Regions from separate parts of the Cricetulus griseus genome. Here region 2 is linked to region 1. Evidence: chromatin contacts called from public Hi-C data. All regions are on one chromosome and are shown on one strand. The core of a region is the stretch at or near the end of the contact, and the rest is flanking DNA. Distances in the headings are between cores, read along the strand shown. Region 1 has its middle 27 kb from the start of Mir31. Region 2 holds the start of Ifne (interferon epsilon).

Region 1 (4,131 bases), core at 19-2,518:
GAGGCTCTGCACGAATTACAAAGGAAAAGGAAGGCTAGCTATAGTACTTCTTTGGTAGGGAATGTGACTAAACATTATTCTTTTGACCCTTTTTTGATGATAAAAATCAAGATAAAGAACATGCCTACGGAATTAACTCTGGGGATACTGAAAAATAACCAGAATAAGAGTGGAAAAACAACTTTAAAAGTTAGCCCCCACTTCAACCAAACACAAACTCACTAAAGTTGAGAGTCACCTTTCAATCACTTCAAACAAAAATTAACTCAACAAAAACTATCTCAAAACAAATTATAAAACTGAGCCTTGTTGAAACTTCTGCCTACCAAGCATTTTAATCCACAGGTAATAAACTCTGCACAAAAACCTTACTTTTTTTTTTTTTCCTGCCCTAATTCCACTTCAAAGGTGCCAAGACTTCAATGAGGAAGCTGAAAGGCCCGATTCGGAATCCGCAAGGCACCCCCGGGTGTTTGTGGCCCGAGCCACAGACACTTGCTCCAACACTGGGTGCAGGTTCTGAGCCCCCATTCCTAGCCCTATTGCCTTTGGGGCAGGGACAAAGCTGTCCCCCTGAGAAGCTGAGGTGTTGGGGGGGGCACTTTGTGCCTGTTTCGCTGCCTTCTGCGTTGCCACTGCCTAACTAAGGGAACCCTGCAACAACTGTCTCCCTAGAGGAGCAGGGACTTTTCAGGTGGGGTCACCGAGAGAGGGTCGGCGTATTGGGAACACCCTTTTCCCACTGTGGCTGCTCTGAAAGCAGACGACACGTCCTGGTGAGGGTTTTCCTCGCGCGCCTGATTTCTGTTCACCCCCTCCCAGCCCCGAGGAGCCCGGAAAGTTTCCAAGCACCGGGAGTTTGAAGTGGTGCGTGGGCCGCACAGGGACGCCCCAGCCGAGAGCGCCAGTGACCATCGCGCTCCGGTTCCCGCGTGCTCGAGGATCGCGCGCGGCCCGGGCATATGGCCGAGCGCGGGTGACGGTGCAGGACCGCGCTCCGCTCCCCACGCGCCCTGCGGGGTCACCTCGTCCCTGGTCCCCCGGGTGCTCGCCGCGCGCCAATGCCCGCGCCCGCTTACCTGAGGCCTTTCCGAGCCCCGCGTGCGCGTCTTCATCCCGCGTTGTGCGCAGGTCGTAGACGCAGCGGGCTGTGCCACCTCCGCACGCCCACACCTGCCGCGCGGCCCGACGCCCCGCCCTGGCCCCGCCCCGAGAGGGACCCGGCCGCGCCTCCGCCCGGTCAGCTTTAGCTGCGCTCGGTGCAGCTCCCCAGCGCCGCGGCCTGGCAAGGACAAGATGGTCACCGCCCATGCTGCAGTCACCGCACAGCCACCTGCTTGAACCACAGCCCTCCGGACATATTGAAAGCTATGCCGCCAGGGGTCCTTCGGAGCCCTGTAGGGTGGCGACACCATCCCCCTTCCCCTGAGAGTCTAAACGACCTTCAAGGCCAGTGGGGGAATTCTACCATCCCTTATATTCGCGACACTGGCTGCGTCGAACCTCCACCCCCACCCCAACCCCCTGCTAGGTACCTATGCAAGCCCAGATCTCTGCTATTTTAGAGAGGGCTTGGCGCTCTGAATCTCTCTACTAACTTTCCCTTTGGATGAATGTTCCCTTTCTTTGTACTGCCATGTCTCTAAGAACATCATTTTTACTGTCCCGGGAGATTCGTGTTTAATAATATAGTGTATAAGCAGAGGTGTGTGCTTCCCTAGTCCTTTCTAACTAAATTTCAGCTACCTGAAGATAGAGACTAAGTTCCATCTTGGAAAATTTCAAGTAAATACAGAATTATATACACAGGGTTTTTGTCTGTGGTCTCTGCAAACGCAGCATGAGGCCTTTTACCCTCATGTAAGAGAGTGGAAATTGTCTTCTGCAAGTAAATGCAATTACATTTTAATAAAGGCTCCATTACCCCCAAGAAAAATTCTACAGGTGGGGTGCAGAAAGGGGACGAGCAGGATTCACAGTGATGTTTCATTAATTATATGATAACATCTCAGTGTAAAAATTATTTATTCAACCAAGATGAAAATTAATCACCAGATGTTCAGTAATGAAATGGTATTCATTGCTTAGCCAACTATAAAAAAGGCAAGTCAAGTAGGGTTAGTTTATTACACAAATTGCACTAACATGAGCACATATTTGAGTCCAAGACTTATGTGTGAGACTCAAGTTTAATTTTTCCTGATAAAGCAGGTGCATGAAATGTTTCTATCTTTTCTACACTGAAGTTATGTGTCAGGAGGTCAGGGCCTGATTAATAGTGTTCAGTACACAATAGTAGGAATCATTACACTTCACTTAAGATGGCTCTAATTCAAGACCCCCTTTTTGAAGAATGAAAACCCTCAAACTATCTCGGCTACGTTGATCAAGAAGTAAGAACAACAATTAAACACATTGTCACTATTAAAATAGTCCTGAAATTTTTGAAAGAAAATTAGCTTTCAAGTTTATACTGATTGTGCACAGGAAAAAAAAAATCAAATACTGCAAATGTGAAGAGAACGATTTAAAATGTGAATCCAGAAAGAGCTGTTTGTTTGGGGTGGGGGAGGGACATGTAGTTAAATCTATTTATGGAAAACCCAAAGCATTCTTTGAAGTGCAAATGTATTAATTCTAAATTTATTTATTGAATCATGATATCATCAGATTAGGTAGCCATTTAACACAATTCTTTTGGTGAAATGGGAAAAAAATCCTTTTATATGAATCCCACCAGGAAAGACTGTCAGAATACCCAATACATGAGTCAATGCAAGCACTTCATTTGTGGGACTTTTATAATAATAGTATAGATAAGATTTCCTAATTGCTTATGCAAAATTAGGTATCATGATACTTTGAACAGAAAGTAGTCAAAGAAGAGATGATACATCTCAAATAATAAATATCAATGTAAAGGAAAACAACCATCTGTCCTTCAGACTTTGAACCAGGAACACAAGTTGTTTGTCCCCAAACAAGTGCAAATGATGGCATCACCATTTTGAACACAGAAATAATGCACAAAGCATAGGAGAGAGGCGCTCATCTCTTCCATTAAAGTTCTGTTGAGCTTCTGACTGGAACATGCCAAATACCCATTCAGTGTTGGCCATTCATCCAACTGATGGGTAATGCTGCCAGTTTATTAGACTTTAAATATGATTTTAAGGAATATTTCTTTTTAGTGGAAAAAACTAAAAGACAACATAATAGATATCTATGCTTAGTGTTAACATCTGTTAAAACTAGGCTGTGGTGTAGGAATGTCTAAGAGTATTTTCAAAATGTCTTAAAGATAAGATTGAAGCAAATGAAAAAATATAATAGTGATGAATAAAACACTAAAGTCTTTCAAAAAAACAATTGTGGTTACTTGTTTGTCCTTATAAAACCTATGAAGTTGTCAGACATTTAAAGGAATTATCTTTCAGCTTTAGATGTAAAAAGAGGGGTGGAAGGAATATGTTTTGGGTTATGTGTGCAGTGAGAAATGAAAAACCCTAATGGAGACAATGTCATGTTTTTCCACATTAAATATCACAGGTAAATAGAAACAAGCTGAGGGTGTTATCTGACATTGCATCTTTTATTCCATGCTGAGTTTTAGAGTGTTTCTTTACACAATTAGTGTTATTGTCTCTAAACAGTAACTCAAAAACACATTTTGTCTTGTCTAATTTCCATACAGATGAATAGTAAAGAAATACATAAATTATTGAAATATACTGAGTGAGGAAGAAAAAGAACCATATCCAATTTTGTTCCTTATATGATTTTTTATAGAAACATGTTCAAAAAGTGTTTGTTTCATTCCATTACAGAGGAAATGGTCCATTCAGATGGTTCAGTGGGTGAGGGGACTTGCCTCATGACCTCAGTTTGATTCCTTAAACACACATGGTGGAAGGAGACACCGGATTCTACAAGTTGTCCTTTAACCTTCATATGTGTGTCATGGCTCACCTCACAGGCTAAGCAAATAAATATAGTAATAATTTTAAAAACTGAAATGACATCTTTGGATTACCCTTAGGTATGCAAAATTTATTAAATGCTAAATCAGTATCCAGACCTTTTCAGCATTGTTCAGTTTGCTCCCATTTTAGGAACTGTTATGAAACTCCT
Region 2 (4,097 bases), core at 1,086-3,585, 53 kb before region 1:
ATTGTTAGATGACAGATTTGGTTCTGAAAACTTCCTGGTTTAAGGAGAAAAACAGTAACAAAAAGTTTTCCAGATCATGAGAAGCAAAGCGACCTGTGTTCAGTCAAGGGTGGTAAATACTTCTTCCCTGACTCTACTACCTCTGCATGAACTTAAAGGTAAACAGACCCTGTCATGGGCCTCACGGTGAAGTCAGCAAGGACTTTCCCCTTCCAGCTGCTCCTGTGCTTTCAGTTCCTGGAGAGATGCCTTTACTGTGGAGACCGCTTCACATTCAGAAGCCCATTCTAGAAGCATCCACCAACAGTTGCTTGCAGTGATTAAACTAAACTGGGATTATCTGGCTCTCCAGCAAGCCTCTACATTCAGTAGTACCTTCCATGGCAGATTGTGTGATGACTGTGAAATACAAGTAGCTATGGTGCTTGTGTCCTTTGTCTTGCTGTTTGTATCTGGATAATGTAGCAAAGACACCAAGTCTCAGTGGACTTCAGACGCCATGCTCCACATTGCTTTGTGATGACTTCTTCAAAGGCTTGCCTAAGAAAGGTGCAATCTTGTTACCACCAGACCCTTCCTGCAGCAAAACCCCTCCATGTGGCATGGTCAGCTTCCTTCTAGCCCTCTACCTCCCAGCCACTGGCAGGCAAAAGAAGGCTGCTTCAGTCCTGTTTCCCTGGCCTTCAACCAGCACCTTCATAAGGCAGTAAGGCTCTTTCACTGATATTTCTGATCATTCTAACTAGCCAGATACATTTAACTTAGTTTGTAATAAGCACATGACTCAAAGTTACCACTTAGAAACAGGAGTAAAAACTCTCCTTTCCCAGACTGCCTCCCCAAATCTGCCTTCCCTTCCCCAACAGTGCAAAAATGTATTGCTATAATTTATTGTTCATGTGTTCTGAAGTTCTTCACAGACAATAAGTACAAATAATAAAGTCATTTCATGGTTTTGCCCAAATATACCACTTATACACATTTTCCTATATTTTTGCTTTGTGTATTTTTGTAGGGGAAGCTTGTCCTCATTCTCTTCAGCAGAATCATGGTCCCTTATGTGAACATGGCATGTACCAACTTCTGCTGATCTGGCAAATTGTAAGAGCATTTACCAATCCACCCAGCAGTGTCCAGTACACAGGAACAATTTCCTGCTTCCTCAGCAGTCTGTGAGTCTGTGTATTTGTCTTAATTAAACCTTGAGGTGTTACCTAATAGGTTAAAACAGCATGTTATTTAGTTGTAATCTGAATTATTATAATTATGAATGAGATTAAATCTGTTTCATTCCTATGCAAATGGTTTATGTCTTTTGGTCATATTTCTATTAGTCTCTTGTAATAGAAATATTCAGTATTTAATGCTAGTTCTAACTCTTTAACAATTTCTGGTAAACAAGGAATTCATTGGAATGAATGTTATATGTTATGGAATTTCCATTACATTAAAGGCATAGTTCATCATATCGAACAGCAAAATTCTATGAAAATTTCACCATTTGAAGAACCAATCATCAAAAAATTTTAATGAATTAATTTTAATTCTCAAATAATTTAAAATTCGCAGAAAGCATGGCAAAATAAAAATAGCTGTGACCAACTCGTGCAACCTCAATTCACAGTGTGAGACATGCAACAGCAAAACAATGCAGCCATTTTACACCAAAAAGAAACAGTAATCTTCATGTTTCTCCTCTCACTCTGCCACCAACCTAGGCTTTTAAAATGCACGGTTGGCTCTTGCTTCACAGTGTTCAAGGGTCTGTTTCTTGTTTGTTCAGCCATGCGGTTAGCCTGAACACAAAGAACATACAGCGGTTGATTTCTACCTGGACAACGATCCAGGCACAGCTGCTGTACCTCTGATTTTCCAAGTAGTCGTGGATCCTCCTGAAGTATGATTTAATCTGTAGCCTAAGGCTCTGCGCACTCAGGCCGCCACTCTTCGACTCTGCTTTTAGTCCAGCTAGCAACTCCACGTATTCCAGCTGTTGGTGAAGTGCACCTAAGACTCTCTCTATATGGTTTTCCTCCCAAATGCCCCGAGAAACATGTGCCTGGAAGAGGCTGAAGATCTGCTGAAGGAGCTCGTGCAGAACAGCCAGTACATGTCCCTTTTGGTACTGGTGACGACTCACAGACTGCCAAGGAAGCTGGAAATTTTTCCTGTGAGCCAGACACTGGTAGACCGACGAGATTGGCAAAGTTTTCAGTAGGTGCAAGCTTTCTCTCTTCATTCTTGATTGGAAGAGAATCGATTTCGGTTCTAGGGAGAAGACAGTGGAAGAAGCCAACAGCAGCAACACCATTTCAGGGAGCTGTTTGTGAATCATGGTGCAGGACAAAAACCCCGATGTCTGTGCTTACCTTGTAAAACCCCAGTTCTAGGAAATGTTTAGCTTTCGTGTAGTGCAGATTATGATGGAGGGCATTCTTTCCATTGCCTCTGTTTCCTTGTTTCTCATTTCCCCAAGTATATGTCTTAGGTTTTCTGGTTCCCACTTCAAGGTTTTTATAGAACATTTCCTTTACTTTCCCCATTGTGTTGGCTCTTTGAGGAAGTAATGAAAGAGCTGGCCTCACTGTACACTTTTCTTGAGACAATTAGAGTTGTTCAATCTGATCTTCTACTACCCTCATTATTTATTACACACAAGGTTTCACTTAACACAATGCACTTTCTAAATGTTTAGTCAGGCTTAGTAATGTTCTTTTATTGAGAGTAAGCTTTTTATTTAAAGCAGTATTATTTCACGGAGTATTAGTTATCAAACCCTTAGCAGTACCTAGACAACACTCTTTTGGAAGCAAACACTAAAATCCAGAGGCCAGTGACTTTGAAACTTCAAGCAGAACTGCAAATGTGCACAAGTATTTGGGCAAATTAATCTGAATCAACAGTCTTGGACTGTCTTATATCTCATCCAATCCATTTGACATCTAATATTTTAGCTTGTAAAATAAGATAAAAGTAAAAATTATCAAAATAATGTGGCTAGAGTCTCATGAGAGCACAGAGTGTAAACAGCTTACAAGTTCAATATAATGGCTACAAACGTATTGGTTCCTCTATGAACAAATGAAACCAGTAAGTGATAAAGTTATTTGTGAGAAGAGTCGGAGGCAGTCGGTGGTCCATTTTCCCTAGGCTAGCTGCAACAATGGTTAAACCAATGAGAACATCTCTACAACAGTAAATGCCTCTTGAATTACAAGTATCCAGTTCCACGTTGCTAAGATCCTCTGGAGTAAGTCTCCAGCCCTACCTTCTTACTATCACACAGTTGTAGTAAGTGTAGTTGAGGAAACCAGACTCCAGAGGAAGTAAGAGACTCAAAAGACTCTGGACCTCCATGATGGGGGATGTCCTTCTGTATATATGTTTCTCTTATTGCTTGATAAATAAAACACTGATTGGCCAATAGACAGGCAAGACGTATAGGCGGGGCTACCAGACCAGGAGAATGCTTGGTTGAGAGGAAGGAGAGAGAGGCCGTCAGGAGGGGCCGCCAGGAGGAGACCCCATGTAGATACCAGGGAGATAGGATGCTCCAAGTATTCTCTGGTAAGATAAGGCCATGTAGAAATACACAGATTAATAGTTATGGGTTAACATTTAAGAGAGGGCTTGCCAGTAAGAAGCCCTCACCATCAGCCAACAGTTTTATAATTAACATAGGGTCCATGTGTTTATTTGGGGCTGAAGGGTGGCAGAACAGAAACTTCTGCCAACATCCATGTAACACAACTTGTGTGTTTGCTGATGATCCTTTCTCCTGAAGCATCATACACCTTTCAGTCTTTAATGTGGAACTTTGGGGAAAGAATATTAGCCGGTAATATTAATTGTATTAATTTATTTGCTCTAATAAATAAAATTTAACTTTCAGTAGCTTATAATTCATTCTAAAATTAACTTGAGTTAGCCTATTTTTGTGGCTTGGATGTGACCTGTCTGCTTTGTGTTTGGACATTTGCTCTCCGGCTGGTGGTACTATTTTGAGGGAATAAGGAACCTGAGACTTGGAGTCTGTTTGCTGTATCCAGCCTACCATCAGCAGGCCTTGGGGATTATAACCTGGCTCCACTTCCAGC

Evidence for each region. A called contact is a pair of places that touch in the nucleus more often than the background predicts.
Region 2: a contact with region 1 is called in a Hi-C map of the CHO-K1 cell line, with 3 times the contacts expected there. The contact joins the promoter of Ifne here to the enhancer-like site in region 1. A contact is called at or near these places in 3 of 8 Hi-C or Micro-C datasets (the CHL-YN cell line, the CHO-K1 cell line and fibroblasts).

Annotation. Positions count from the first base shown.
Region 1 is chr2:59,169,313-59,173,443 of CriGri-PICRH-1.0, reverse strand. No RefSeq gene overlaps it. Among named protein-coding and RNA genes, the nearest start is that of Mir31, 27 kb to the left of the region's middle. Within about 2 kb of position 1,268, at least 6 of the 6 cell types and tissues checked have open chromatin away from gene starts, as enhancers often do. A contact at or near this core is called in the CHO-K1 cell line and fibroblasts, where this site is marked.
Region 2 is chr2:59,223,134-59,227,230 of CriGri-PICRH-1.0, reverse strand. Ifne (interferon epsilon) reads right to left here and starts at 2,335. Exons shown (of 1, transcript XM_027400349.2): 1 at 1,757-2,335. The coding sequence starts at 2,335. The coding sequence ends at 1,757.